Linked DNA regions of Drosophila melanogaster: all the other regions are linked to region 1. Evidence: chromatin contacts called from public Hi-C and targeted proximity ligation data. All regions are on one chromosome and are shown on one strand. The core of a region is the stretch at or near the end of the contact, and the rest is flanking DNA. Distances in the headings are between cores, read along the strand shown.

Region 1 (4,040 bases), core at 235-2,734:
CGAGTACCATTTCATCCTCCGGGTAGGAGAACACATCCGACTTGCCATCAGCGGTGATGGTGCCCAGTTTCACCGCCAGCGGGAAACCCGTTACTCTGTAGTGCTCCACGGCGTGATCGTTGCCGCCACTGCCGTCAAAGAACTTGCGTCCGCACATGATCGAACCATCGGTCAGATTAAGCCAGAGGTTGTTGGTCAAGTCGCACTTCTCGCACTGCCAGCCGGATGGGGGAATCCTCTTGCCATTATCCAGCTGCTGCAGGTTATCTGCGTACTTCGACGCCTGACGCACTTCACCATCCCAGGTGCCTGAAAAATTATTGATTTTAGGCTACCTTCGTCAGCATGGGATAACAATCCTGCAACTCACCCATCAGCGTGGCCTTCTCCAACTTGGCAATTGCCGAGTCGGCGGCCAGGATCGCTTCCACCGACTGGGTGACACGCATGGGCAGCTCTGGATCCGGATAGGGCAGCTTCTTATCCAGGTGCGGAGCCACCACGATGCTGTACGTGTCCTTGATCTCGTACTTCTTGGCCATGTCCGACTCGTTGTAGCCGCCCTCGACGCCAATGGCCAGGCGGGTGATCTTCCGTTCCGGTCCTGCCTCCGACTCCGCGCATTCGGCCTCCATGTCGGCGCCCTCCTTGATCGTCTTCACCCGCTGGATGTGGAGGAAGACCCGGTTGCCGGTCTTGTCGGCATACTCCCGCACATACGCCTCGCCGAAGCCCAAAAAGCTGTGCAGGCACACGTACAAACCGGTGGGCGTCTCGGGATTGTCATAGGAGTAGACGCACTCGTCCTTGTAGATGGGAGGACTGCCCGCCCCGGATGCGCATGGCACGTTCACCTTGGATAAATGCTTGCGTAGTTCCTCCATAACGGTATCTGGAATCCTGTAGGCAGCTCTTTTCTCATAAACTTTACGGACCGAATGTAAAATAGTATAGTTGATTTTTTTTGCAGCTGCTGCTTAGAGATGAACATGGGAAAATGCATCGATACCGGCGAGCATGGATATGCGAATATCGATGGGTTGAAATGGTGTTTTACTGGTTGAAATCAGCTTTTAACAATTCTTACCCTTATTTTTGTACCTTATAACGGCTTTTGAGTGATATTTACGTATTTGGCCGCCCAATAAGCACAATTAGTTTAATTTGACTGCTGCAGGCTATCGTTGTTTATTCAATACTGTCATCTCTAGCCAAAGCCAACAACAAATTCGCGAGTCACCAAGGGAACCGAACTGGTTCCGTTAAGTACGAACAATGCGGGGAAAGTGTGGCAACGCCGATTGTGATTCATCAGATGTATAACCGAAGTCAACATTTTAAAACAACAATTCAAATGTTAACCATTTAAATACAATAAACAAATTATTTTAAAATTTGGGACAATCTTTAACAATTGGGATACTAGTTTTGATCTAGGACTGGTCACACTATTAAGCGACCTGTCAACTCGTTGTATACAAAGTTGCCATATAGTCACAAAAATCTTTCGCATAAAGAAGTAAAACGTAAGAATTTTCATATGCGTTTTTCGCCAGGAAATCCGCATTAAAATAATGTAAAAAGTGGTAAAAAAGTTGGCGCAAAGAGTGAGCCAGTCAAAGGCATTGAAATTCAGCTCGCTCTAACAGTTTTCGGCGTTGTTTTGCCCCTCGCATAAATTTGTTGCGCGCCATTTTGTTTTTGGAAAGCAAAAGAAAAAGAAGAAATACAACAGCAAAAACCTACCACAAAAAGTCAAAGTTTGTAAAAGCGATAAAAAGCAAGAGGAAAAGGAATTCTGTGGGGGGAAAAGCGAGTGAATAACATGTGGCGGCTTGGCTAGTTCGAGCATCATCTTTGTGCCTCTAAAAGACATACGAAAATAACGCGCGACATGCACATAAATAAATACGACTGAAACACTGAAAACTGAAAATATCGATACGATGAATAAACGAAGAAGCAGCGATTAGTACGTCGTCGGCGGTCGTCTGTGTGGGTGAGAGAGTGAGGAAGACGGGAATGGGGAAGGCGATTAAGTGCGAAAGAGATGGAGGAGCGCGGGGCGCGTATATAATTACGTCATAAGAATTAAAGAAAATTCAAGGTCTACAGCACTGCGGCTATACAAAAAGCTATACGATTTCGTTACGTTCTCGGTTTTATCAAAAATAAAACTTTGGCCAGTGAGCAGCAACAACAACAAGTATGGCTGTTGTGTTCCAGTGTGTGTGTGTGTTGTGTTTCATTTTCGCGACTGTATAATTACATACACACGCAGTCCCGCCGATGTTGTTGTTTCTGTTTGATTTTTTATTGTAAGCGAGAAGAGCGCGCAGCTGTGAAAAGCAGATGAGAGAGAGAGAGGAAGAAAGCGAGAGAGTGGAATTTGTTGTTGAGCAATTTGTGTAACCATCGATAATGTTTGATTTATTTAAACCCCATTTTTATTACCCCTTTTTGCAGTGACTCGCGATGCGTGCGGCATAGAAGTCGTCGCCCCCCAAAAAACCGTGATCCCGACCCCCCACACGCACACACACATGTACAGACTGCGATTGTTCATAAATTTAAATTGATTAAAAGTCGGAGCGAAAAAGTAAAGCGAACAAAACACCGGAAAGCAAGGAAAATTAATAAAAATCAATAGAGGCGAGCGGGAGGCGATAAAAAGTGTTATCAGTGCGAATTAATTGGCTACGAAGAAGGAAAGAAGCAGGAGGCGGAGGAGCGGGAGCAGGAGGAGGAGGTTGCTCCGGAGATTGAGGTTTAGGGAGCTCCAAATCCGCATCCCGGACGCGGATCCGGACCCCTCGACATCATGTCCGTGCAGCAGTTCTGCCTGCGGTGGAACAACCACCAGCCGAACTTCATCTCCGTGTGCTCCTCGCTGCTGCACAATGGCACCCTGGTGGACGTCACCCTGGCAGCCGAGGGTCGCCAACTACAGGCCCACAAAATAGTGCTATCCGCCTGCAGCTCGTACTTTCAGGTAAGTTGGAGATCGCCGCAGCGTATATCCCTTACGAATTACACTCAAATGTGTTCGACAGGCTTTGTTCACCACAAATCCGTGCCAACATCCCATTGTCATCCTGAAGGACGTGCAGTACGATGACCTAAAGACCATGGTGGACTTTATGTACTACGGCGAGGTAAATGTGTCGCAGGAGCAGCTGCCGCACATCCTCAAGACCGCCGAGATGCTCAAGATCAAAGGCCTAGCGGAGATGCCAACGGATCCGGCCAATCTTACCAAGTCGGATAGCAAGTCCTCCACCGACGGCACCGAGATGGTGGGCGGTGCGGGAGTGGGCACTGGAGCGGGCAACTCGGCTGGCAGCCTGGGAGCCGGCAGTGGAAGCAGCGTCGGCGACTCCCTGTGGAGCAGCAGCGAGGCCCAACAGTTCCAGCAGCAGCAGCAACAGCAGGCCCAGCAACAGGCACAGCAGCAGCACCATCACCACCAGCAGCAGCAGCAGTTGCAGCAGCAACAACAACAGGCGCAGCAGCAGCAACAACAGCAGCAGCACCATCACCACCACCATCAGCAGCAGCAGAGCGGACAGGCGCAGGCGGCGCAGACGCATCACCACCAGATGCGACGTACGCCGTCGCCTTTGAGCGCTGGAACCTCGCCGGCCACCAGGCGCAAGCGCTTGCGCAAATCCTCGAATAACGGTGAGTTGGAGTTGGGTAAAGCATCGTCGTGATAGATCCAAAATTGTAAGGTCTCAAAAAATAACCGGTTTTCGTAATAACGCAGGTTCTGGCGATCGCAACAACGCGGAGGAGCAGCACAACAGCTCACTGGACGCGGGCAGTGGTGCCGGCAACGCCGGTCTCAGTCTCGCCCAGATGAACCAGATGACATTTGGTGCGGGCGGCGGCTTGGCCGGCCACTCACTGCACGCGGCTAAGCTGCTCAAGGAGTCGGCCAGCGCTGAGCTAGAGCAGCAGCCGCAGGACTCGGATCTTGACGATGGACACGGACACTTACACATGCAAATTGTAATGAAATTGGTCACGTTAACCTTGTA
Region 2 (4,401 bases), core at 528-3,027, 1.1 Mb after region 1:
TTACTACCAACCCATGTTCACCCTAATAGGAGGTGGTATGAAGAGATTGGATCAGAGCCACCGCCAAATGGCCGATGTGCTGCCCACAAAGGCCAAATGGGTGAAGGAGAAGGCGCTGGAGTTCGATCCGGATAATAATACGGTTAGCACTTCTGGTGGCAAGACCATCAAGTACGACTTCCTGATCATCGCCACCGGACTGCAGCTCAATTATGGAAAGGTACGTAGGGTATCAGTACGTTTAATAGTTGCTAATATCCATATCCACATATCCATAGATACCTGGCCTGGTGGAGGCCCTGGAGACCCCCGACAGTAATGTTTGCTCCATCTACTCGCCCAAGTACGTGGATCATGTGTACGAATGTCTGCGCAGGACCAACAAAGGAAATGCTATATTCACGTTTCCCAATTGTCCCATTAAGTGTGCAGGTGCACCGCAGAAAATCGCCTATATATCTGAGCACTACTTTAGGAAGGTGTGCATCATTTAGATAGAATATCTGGCAAACAACTTCAATTTGAAACCCTTTTCAGATGGGTCGTCGCGACAACGTCAATATCATCTACAATACATCGCTTCCCGTGATTTTTGGTGTTAAGCATTACGCAGAGGCCCTGATGAAACTGATCAAGAGGAGAAATATCACGCTTAATGTTCAAAGAAATCTCGTTGAAGTGAGACATAAAGATAATATAGCCGTGTTCGAGGATCTCGCCAAACCAGGAGTTCACTATGAGGAAACGGTAAGTGCTGGTCAATTAATTGGGTATTCTAGATACTATATAGATCTAGATCTAGATCCTAGAACTATATCTTTCTACTTAAAGCGAGAAATATGAAGAGTAGGTTAACTAAGATCAATTTTAAAGTCGTATAGTATTGCAGAAATAGGAGAATTGAAGGCCATGAAATTAAACTTATATAAGTATTATATCTTTCTCAGTACTCCATGCTTCATGTGACTCCGCCGATGAGCACTCCGGATGTGGTGGCCAACTGCAAGAAACTGGTAACCCCCACTGGCTTTGTGGACGTCGACCAGTTGACGCTGCAGCACAACAAGTACAGCAACGTGTTCGCCATCGGCGATTCGGCGTCCAGTCCCAACTCGAAGACGGCCGCGGCGGCAGGTAAATGGGTTGGGAATCCTGATCAGAATATTCAATTGATTTTTCACCTCCAGCCGCCCAATCACCGGTTGTGTTCAAAAACGTAATGGCGGCGATCGAGGGCAAAGCCCCAACGGATATCTACGATGGATACTCGTCCTGCCCCATCGTCACCGGCTACAGCTCCTGCATCCTGGCTGAGTTTGATTACAACCTCACCCCCGTGGAGACCTTTCCATTGGACCAGTCCAAGGAGAGGTACTCCATGTTCTTTATGAAGAAGGAGCTGATGCCGGTGCTCTACTGGAAGCTGATGATGAACGGCTACTGGAACGGACCGGCACTAATGCGGAAAATTTTCTCAGTGCTAAAGTTTAATAAAAAGCAATAGGGACCTCAAATGATCTTTAATTAATTTTAAAAGAATATTTGGCATCATCATAACCATTCCATACCTTAATATCATACTAATTTATAAACATTGTACTTTTAATTTGGTATGTGAGATCATAAATAAAAGTATTAAATTAGTTTAAAATCTAGTATATCTAAATATTTTAACCTATTCAAATGGCACGCACTGTACATAGCCTCGGTTTCAGTATGTATCAAGTATATATTGGAGCAGGGGATGGTATTTGCAGCATTAACCGCTTTCTAAAGTTCGGTCACTCTAAAACCAAGCGTGGCGTCGCTTGGCGCTGTAAATTTGAAGGTAACGAACTAAAAGAGAGATCGATTCCAGCAACAAAACAAGAAGAAACCCAACTCCCGTATATCAAATTAGTTGCAAAAACGAGCTGACAACATGAAGGCAGTGTAAGTGATATGACAGTTCCCGAAAGAACAACTCCATCAATGAGAATACCCATTTGCAGACCCAGGACGCCGATGCGTGTCGTCCCGAAAACTCCGCGGGTGCATCAAACGGTGGAGAAACAGCGACGAGACACCTCCGACAAGGCCAGGGATCCAGTGAATGTGTTCTGTCGAGTGCGGCCACTACAATCCGACGCAGATCTCACCTCCCTAAGGGTCAAGAACTCCACGACGATCGCACTGAATCCGCAGGATCAGCTGCTGCAGCATCACAAGCCACACAACGGCGCCCAGCGCGAGGTTCAGTACATATTCAAGCACGTTTTCCAGCCGGATGCCACGCAGCAGGATGTGTACGCAGCTGTGGCCCAGCCGTTGGTGGAGAACCTACTGAAAGGCCGAAACAGTCTGCTTTTCACCTACGGCGTGACTGGAAGTGGAAAAACGTACACCATGACCGGCAACCTGCGACACCGCGGCATCATGCCGCGCTGCCTGGACGTGCTCTTTCGCACCATTTCAGATTACCAGGCCAAGAAGTTCGTCTTCAAGCCGGACAAGCTTAATGGCTTCGAGATCCTGTCCGAAGAGGATGCGCTTTTGGAGCGCCAACACGAGATGAACCAGCGTTTTGCTGGCTCAGGACGATTTGCCTTCAGGCACAAGGACTCGGATCCGGAAATTGCATCCCAGGCCTCCGTGGAGCCAATTCCGCTGCTGGGTTTGGATGAGGACAACATGTACTCGGTGTTTGTCACCTATATTGAAATTTACAATAACAGCGTCTACGACCTCCTTGAGGACTCGGGTATACAGAAGTAAGTATTTATTAAGCATTACATTTAAAGAAATCTAACTGTATTCTTGACCCGACAGGACTTTGCAGAGCAAAATCATTCGTGAAGATGCCAATCGACACATGTTCGTCCACGGCGTCACAGAGGTGGAGGTCAAGACCGTGGAGGACGCCCTCGAGGTCTTTCAAATGGGCCAGAAGCGCAAACGAATGGGACACACTGTTCTCAATGCAGAATCCAGTAGGAGTCACTCGGTGTTCAATATACGCTTGGTGCAGGCGCCCACTGATAGCCAGGGTGAGAATGTGGTTCAGGACCGGCAAAACATCACAGTGAGTCAACTGTCCCTGGTGGATCTGGCGGGCAGTGAGCGATCCTCAAGGACCAAGAACACCGGTGTGCGACTCCGTGAGGCGGGCAACATCAATAATTCGCTGATGACGCTGCGCACTTGCCTGGAATATCTGCGCGAGAACCAACTCGCGGCTAGCAATGGATTGGCACCCAAGAAGGTCCCCTATCGAGACTCCAAGATCACACACATGTTTAAAAACTACTTCGATGGCGAAGGCCAGGTGTCCATGATTGTGTGCATCAACCCAAGAATTGAGGACTATGATGAGAATATGGTAAACTATTTTTCTGACAACAATGTACTCTGGTCCCTAAAATTTATTTATCCCGTTTAGCAAGTGATGAAGTTCGCCGAGATGACCCAGGAGGTGCAAATTGCTCGGGCGACTCCTATGAAGCAAGATTTGGGTCTGACTCCCGGCCGTCGCAAGGCCAACAAGCTGTTCAAGATTGCCGTTAATAATCTAAACGAGCTGGGCATTCCTGAGGCCAAGGATTTGGAGGTGGACGTGGGTTTGGTGTACAGTTTGGGACCCGATTTTCCCGCCTACGAAATGGACAGTCCCGAGGCACAGATCAAAATCCGCGAGCTAATGCATTATCTGGAGCAGCGCATAGAAAAGCGAAAGAAGCTGCGTGCCAACTTGGACATTAAATGTAAGACGTCACTTTCTTAATCTTAACATTGAAATACTAATTCCACAACTTTCAGGTGACAGCTTCCGGCAGATGCTGATGAACCTTGACCGCGACAATCTTCAGCTGCGCACGGAGCTCGCCTCCTTAAAGGCTGTTTACAAGCAGGAGCGCGATCGCAGTGCGGCACTCGAGAAGAAGGTTCGCATCCACGAGAGCTCCATTGACGTGCTTAACAATACGCTAAGCAAGCAAGAACGGCAGATTGAAGAGCTGACTTTCAAGCTGAACGAGAAGGAGAATATGCTCACCCAAAAGGAGCACGAGAAGGAAAAGCAAAAGAAGAAGTTCAGCTCCAAGCTGGCCGTTGAGTCGGACAAAAATAAGCGAGAGTTTGAACTAAAGCTGCGTGAACAGCGAGTGAAATTGCAGGAACGCATGCGCATCAAGGACGAGAAGTTGCGATTGGTCTCCAACATTCTGCAGTCCGAAGATCTGCCCAGTTTGCCGCGGTCACAGAGCTCGGAAAACATACTTAATGAGAAAGATCGCGGTGCATATACGGCGCGCACGGAGGAGTCCTCGGTGCCAGCTACACGAACAGATATATATGCAACGCCACGTCATGTAAGTGTATGATTAATCCTAGAATATTGCAATATCTATTGATAATTTTATATCC
Region 3 (4,222 bases), core at 936-3,435, 1.2 Mb before region 1:
GCAGGGCCTTGTAGTTATCCTTGTAGATGTTCAGTAGGTCCATGTGAAATACAGGCGACTTTAGTTTATCCTCGCATCCCGGGCATCCCTGGGGATTCCGCTTCACAAAGATGGTGTGCAGCACATTGTAGTGGAGGAATTTGTATGCACACTTCTGATAGCTGCTGGAAAGTTGGGTGGCTAGTTGCAGGCAAGTGGCGTAGTTCCTGACGTTGTAGTGGCAGCAACAGCTTCCGGTTCGGAGCAGACTCCTCACGCTATGCTCCTGCAGCTCTGCCTCCAGACTGGGCAGCAAGTGATACAGTTTTCCCTGGAAGTAGCAGCTCAGGGAAGTGGCTCCCAGACAATGCAACTGACTGCTCCTTTGTCTTTTGTGGCGCGGATGTTGCTGTTGCTTGGGCATCGCGGTGGATGCACTGCTCTCCATAAGACTCTGCAGGTGCTGTTCCTGGCTGGAAAGGTTGTCCGTCAGGCGTAGCAGCATTTTGTAGATATGCAGGAATATGGCGGTCGAGAAGTTAGTCGATTTGGCCGCCTCTTGCAAGACCTCGAAGCAGGCATCAAAGTTCCTCACATCGATCTGGTTCAACTCCCGCACGCCATTATCCACCAGGTTGTGAAGGGTGCCAAACATTATGTATAATACTCCATGAGCCAGAAGGGGACTCCTCCGATTGGCGGTCAGTGCGTAGAGGAGCTGCCCAAAGTTGCTGTTGAAGTCATGGACATTCGGCTGCTGTTGCTCCAGCACGTAAAAGTTGTTTACACAGTGTGCTATCAATTGGAGCAGTTCAAATTTAATGAGTTCATCGTTATTCCCCGATGCATCCTGCTCCGAACTTGAACACAAGTGTCCCAGAGCAAAGTTATGGACCGTAACGCTCAGCTGGGATTCCTGCTCCGCATCCACGCACCTGGTGAGCAATTGGATGAGCAGCAAGGCCAGTTCATCACTGCTCCTTGTCGTCCCTCTAAAGTCTTCGAAACTCGATTTGATTGGATTGGATATGTGATTGGGTAATTGACTTTTTGGTTGCTGTTGGCGTCTCAGCTTTTTGCTTTGCGAATTGAGGTAGAAACTTCCGATGAACTGAGCAATGCTGGTCATGGGAATCAGCTGCTCGTTGGATGCACTCCACTTGCAGTTGGGGAACAGGTTAATGCACAGGTGGCACAGACTCTTCTGGGATGCAATGAGCTGCAGGCAGAGGTTTAAGAATTGATTTAATTTAAATATTTAATATGTAACAATTTCTGGGATTCAAGAAAAGCACGTGCCTTGATATCCACGCGCAGCAGAAACGTCAATAGATGATGGCCCAGTTTATCGGTGAGGAATGTCCGCAGAGCGAGAATCTTGTTGCAATCACTGGGAGTGCTGAGTATTAGCTGCAAGAAGAGACATGAGAAATGGTGAACTGGATCAGAAATAGGGGAATATGCTTCGATAGAAACCTGGGCCAGATTATGCTGCTTGCGCAGCTGCTTGATGCACTTGTCCTGCTGCTCCGGTTCATGCGTCGGACTGCTTTCCTGAGATCTCTTCGCCTCGCTGATGATTTGATAGACCTGCTCCAGCAAATAGGAACAGAGCTCCTCGGGCATCAGATTGAAGTGGCTGAAATATGAACAAATATAATATAATGTATAACTAACTATACATGTTAAGTAGAGCGATAATATTACCTATTTAGCCAGGCATCTTGCAAGTTCTTATCGTCCAGAAACTGCAAGTTATACAGCAGCAACCAGAGCCAGTGGTCCTGCGAGCATGAGAGGGAGAAAGGCCAGCAGCGATAAGAGCTGGGAATATCAACGGAATGGACGAAGGAGAGTCACACAAACCTTGACACTCGCGTCTTCGAGCTCCGAGGCCTGGAGATACTGACTCCACAGTCCGATCAGGGTATCCAGCAGCAGCTGCTCCTCCTTCTCCTTCACCTCCATTCCGGCCATGGAGAATCACAGATAGTGTTGTTGCCTTCCAACAGGCACGTCAAAGAGTCTGCTCCAGCTGGTCAGCAGCTCCTCGGGCATCGGTCGACGTTGTGTGCGCTTGGAGCGATGAGACCAAACTGAATGCGGCGATCGCAGGAGAACGCCAGCTGTAATTAAGGAGAGTCAGTAAATACAGTCGGACCTCTAAAGCATGAGAAGTAGTCACCAACGAGTTTTACGTTACTATGTAGATTCAAATTTTTAAATAACAAATCAGAAAATGTGGACAATCAGAAAATTTACTGGGGTAAATGATTAAAGATGCCTGAAAAGTTCGCTCTGTGGAGGTGCCACTGTAACTCTTTTGTGCGTGCGATTACGTGAAGAGATCAGCACGAAGAGGACGTGGAGTGGGCAGAAGAGGCCACGATGATTGCTTATTTGCCCAGAGGCAGCAGTCGGCCGGTGATGTTGATAATTCGCTGCAGAGTGGAGTGGAAACTTTGGTTGTTGTTGCGGAAAACTATTGAGATTGCTATTTATAGCGCATCGGATCGGATCGGTGGCATTGCATCTGGATGGATGGCTGGCTTGCGGTGGGTTGCCAAGCCGGTAAGACAGTGATAGTTATCGGGGCTGGGATCGGTGGCTCAGGGGCTTCAGTGGTGCGGTGGTTGCAGTGATGCTCCATTCGGGTAAACAGCTGGCAATGGAGCGTGTCTGTAACGGCCAGTGGCAGCGAGATAAGCTCGAAACTATGGAAATCAGGAGGAGGAGACCATCTTCATTTCCACCTTATCACGTCGAGAATTTCACATATACATATATATGCAGCACATTCAGCATTTGAACCACAACCACTTACACATATTTATCAACTGCGCAGCACCGAAATTATTCATCACTCGAGTTTATATAGTATTTGATTTGCTGCTAGACTAGAGTGTGTAAAATACATCATTTATTGGTCATGGCTCACCGCAGACAGCTGCAAATGTTTTGCTACCTTAGCACCACATTCTGAAGGCTGGTTTGCTGAACTCATCTGCTGCTGGGAATCCTGGACAAGGACTACTTCGTGCAGATCCACGCCAGCCAACCAAACTAAGGTGTATGTAAGGTAGTCAACTGGCTGTGACGTCAGCAGGTGGTTTTTGTCCGGAATTGTTTAAGAAATGGCGTTTGTTTTTACGGCTGCAAATCCAACGACTTTGTTTTTGTTGACTGCGCTTCGTTCTGTGTTTGGCCTTCTGAGCGTCTGGCTTTGCCTTTGTTGTTGTTATGTTGTTGTTAGTCAGCACAGCTGATGGCAAAACGCGTTCGCTGCTCGGTCCTACTATAAATCGATTTCAAATTACTTAAAAATAAATGTTATATACAAATAAACTTTAAAATGTATAAAACTAGATTTTAATTGAAAATTAAATTTACATAAAAGTATTATTCCGTTATTTTATTTAATTAAATGCAATTGTTGCATCTTTTACAAACAGCTGTTTCATGGAAGTTATCGAACTGGTTCGATGGAACCAGCTGACTTGGTACCTGTTGCGCTCCTCAGCTGTTTTCGTTTCATTCTGGCTTGTGTTGATCCGCCGAGCAGTTTGCTTTAGTTTAAATACGTTTTTATTACTTTAAATACACTTAAGTTAAAATGCTCTGCCGACTGGTGGGAAACAGGAGTTTGGGTGCACGATATACCGCCTCCATCAAGGTAAAATCCGCCTCTCATAAAAATATAACCACGATATTTCTGGAGAATATCTTCCAGATATATGTAGATAGTTTGCATTTCTCTCGGTTATCTCTTCAAAGATTAAGTCCTTTATTAATCATGTGATTATACAGCGATAAACCAGTTCTCCAGCAAAAACATATCAACAGGTGTTAATTCAAAAAGTTCCAGAAATATATTTATAAATATTTGTTGTTTTGATTTAGTGTTTTGCTGCCAATTGAGATAAGAGGCACTAATTTGACGAATCCGCACGAGCCATTCACTCTAAAATCACCCCACTGATACCATTACCCCCCCTGGAGCAATCCAAGCGAATTAAAAATAGGCAAACTTACGTAACGACTTTGCACAAACAATCCACACGAACGCTCACTTATACCAGGGAACACCTGCGTATCATGGACAAACCGCTTTTTATGCTAATAGTCCGATTATTTGCAGGCTATTGCGTGCTACTCCACGTCGGGAAAACAGCGGAACGGCAAGATCTACGAGTCGGCCATAGATGCTGTGGCCGATGTGCAGGATGGTGCCCAGATCCTGTTC

Evidence for each region. Hi-C and Micro-C count contacts between places; a contact is called where the count stands out from the background.
Region 2: a targeted proximity ligation map of the Kc167 cell line shows a contact between it and region 1, with 6 times the contacts expected there. A contact is called at or near these places in 18 of 107 Hi-C or Micro-C datasets (the D17-c3 cell line, the Kc167 cell line, the S2 cell line and 8 more) and 1 of 7 datasets of targeted methods (the Kc167 cell line).
Region 3: a Hi-C map of the Kc167 cell line shows a contact between it and region 1, with 2.7 times the contacts expected there. A contact is called at or near these places in 20 of 107 Hi-C or Micro-C datasets (the D17-c3 cell line, the Kc167 cell line, the PNm cell line and 7 more) and 1 of 7 datasets of targeted methods (the Kc167 cell line).

The regions. Positions count from the first base shown.
Region 1 is chr3L:3,147,162-3,151,201 of dm6, forward strand. It overlaps BtbVII (BTB-protein-VII), which reads left to right and starts at 1,485. Exons shown (of 7, transcript NM_139517.3): 1 at 1,485-1,526; 2 at 2,467-2,992; 3 at 3,054-3,681; 4 at 3,767-4,011. The coding sequence starts at 2,822. Usp5 (Ubiquitin specific protease 5) reads right to left here and starts at 1,197. Exons shown (of 3, transcript NM_139516.1): 1 at 1,088-1,197; 2 at 371-973; 3 at 1-309. The coding sequence starts at 884.
Region 2 is chr3L:4,240,957-4,245,357 of dm6, forward strand. It overlaps pav (pavarotti), which reads left to right and starts at 1,778. Exons shown (of 6, transcript NM_057677.4): 1 at 1,778-1,932; 2 at 1,992-2,750; 3 at 2,809-3,358; 4 at 3,419-3,740; 5 at 3,796-4,346. The coding sequence starts at 1,922. It overlaps Sqor (Sulfide quinone oxidoreductase), which reads left to right. Exons shown (of 8, transcript NM_168071.1): 4 at 1-220; 5 at 279-479; 6 at 538-747; 7 at 948-1,134; 8 at 1,188-1,647. The coding sequence ends at 1,504.
Region 3 is chr3L:1,960,958-1,965,179 of dm6, forward strand. It overlaps SCOT (Succinyl-CoA:3-ketoacid CoA transferase), which reads left to right and starts at 2,186. Exons shown (of 4, transcript NM_167928.2): 1 at 2,186-2,534; 2 at 4,118-4,222. The coding sequence starts at 2,517. mv (mauve) reads right to left here and starts at 3,221. Exons shown (of 18, transcript NM_139424.2): 1 at 2,918-3,221; 2 at 1,846-2,105; 3 at 1,687-1,763; 4 at 1,456-1,618; 5 at 1,279-1,389; 6 at 1-1,198. The coding sequence starts at 1,956. It also overlaps asRNA:CR45827 and asRNA:CR45828.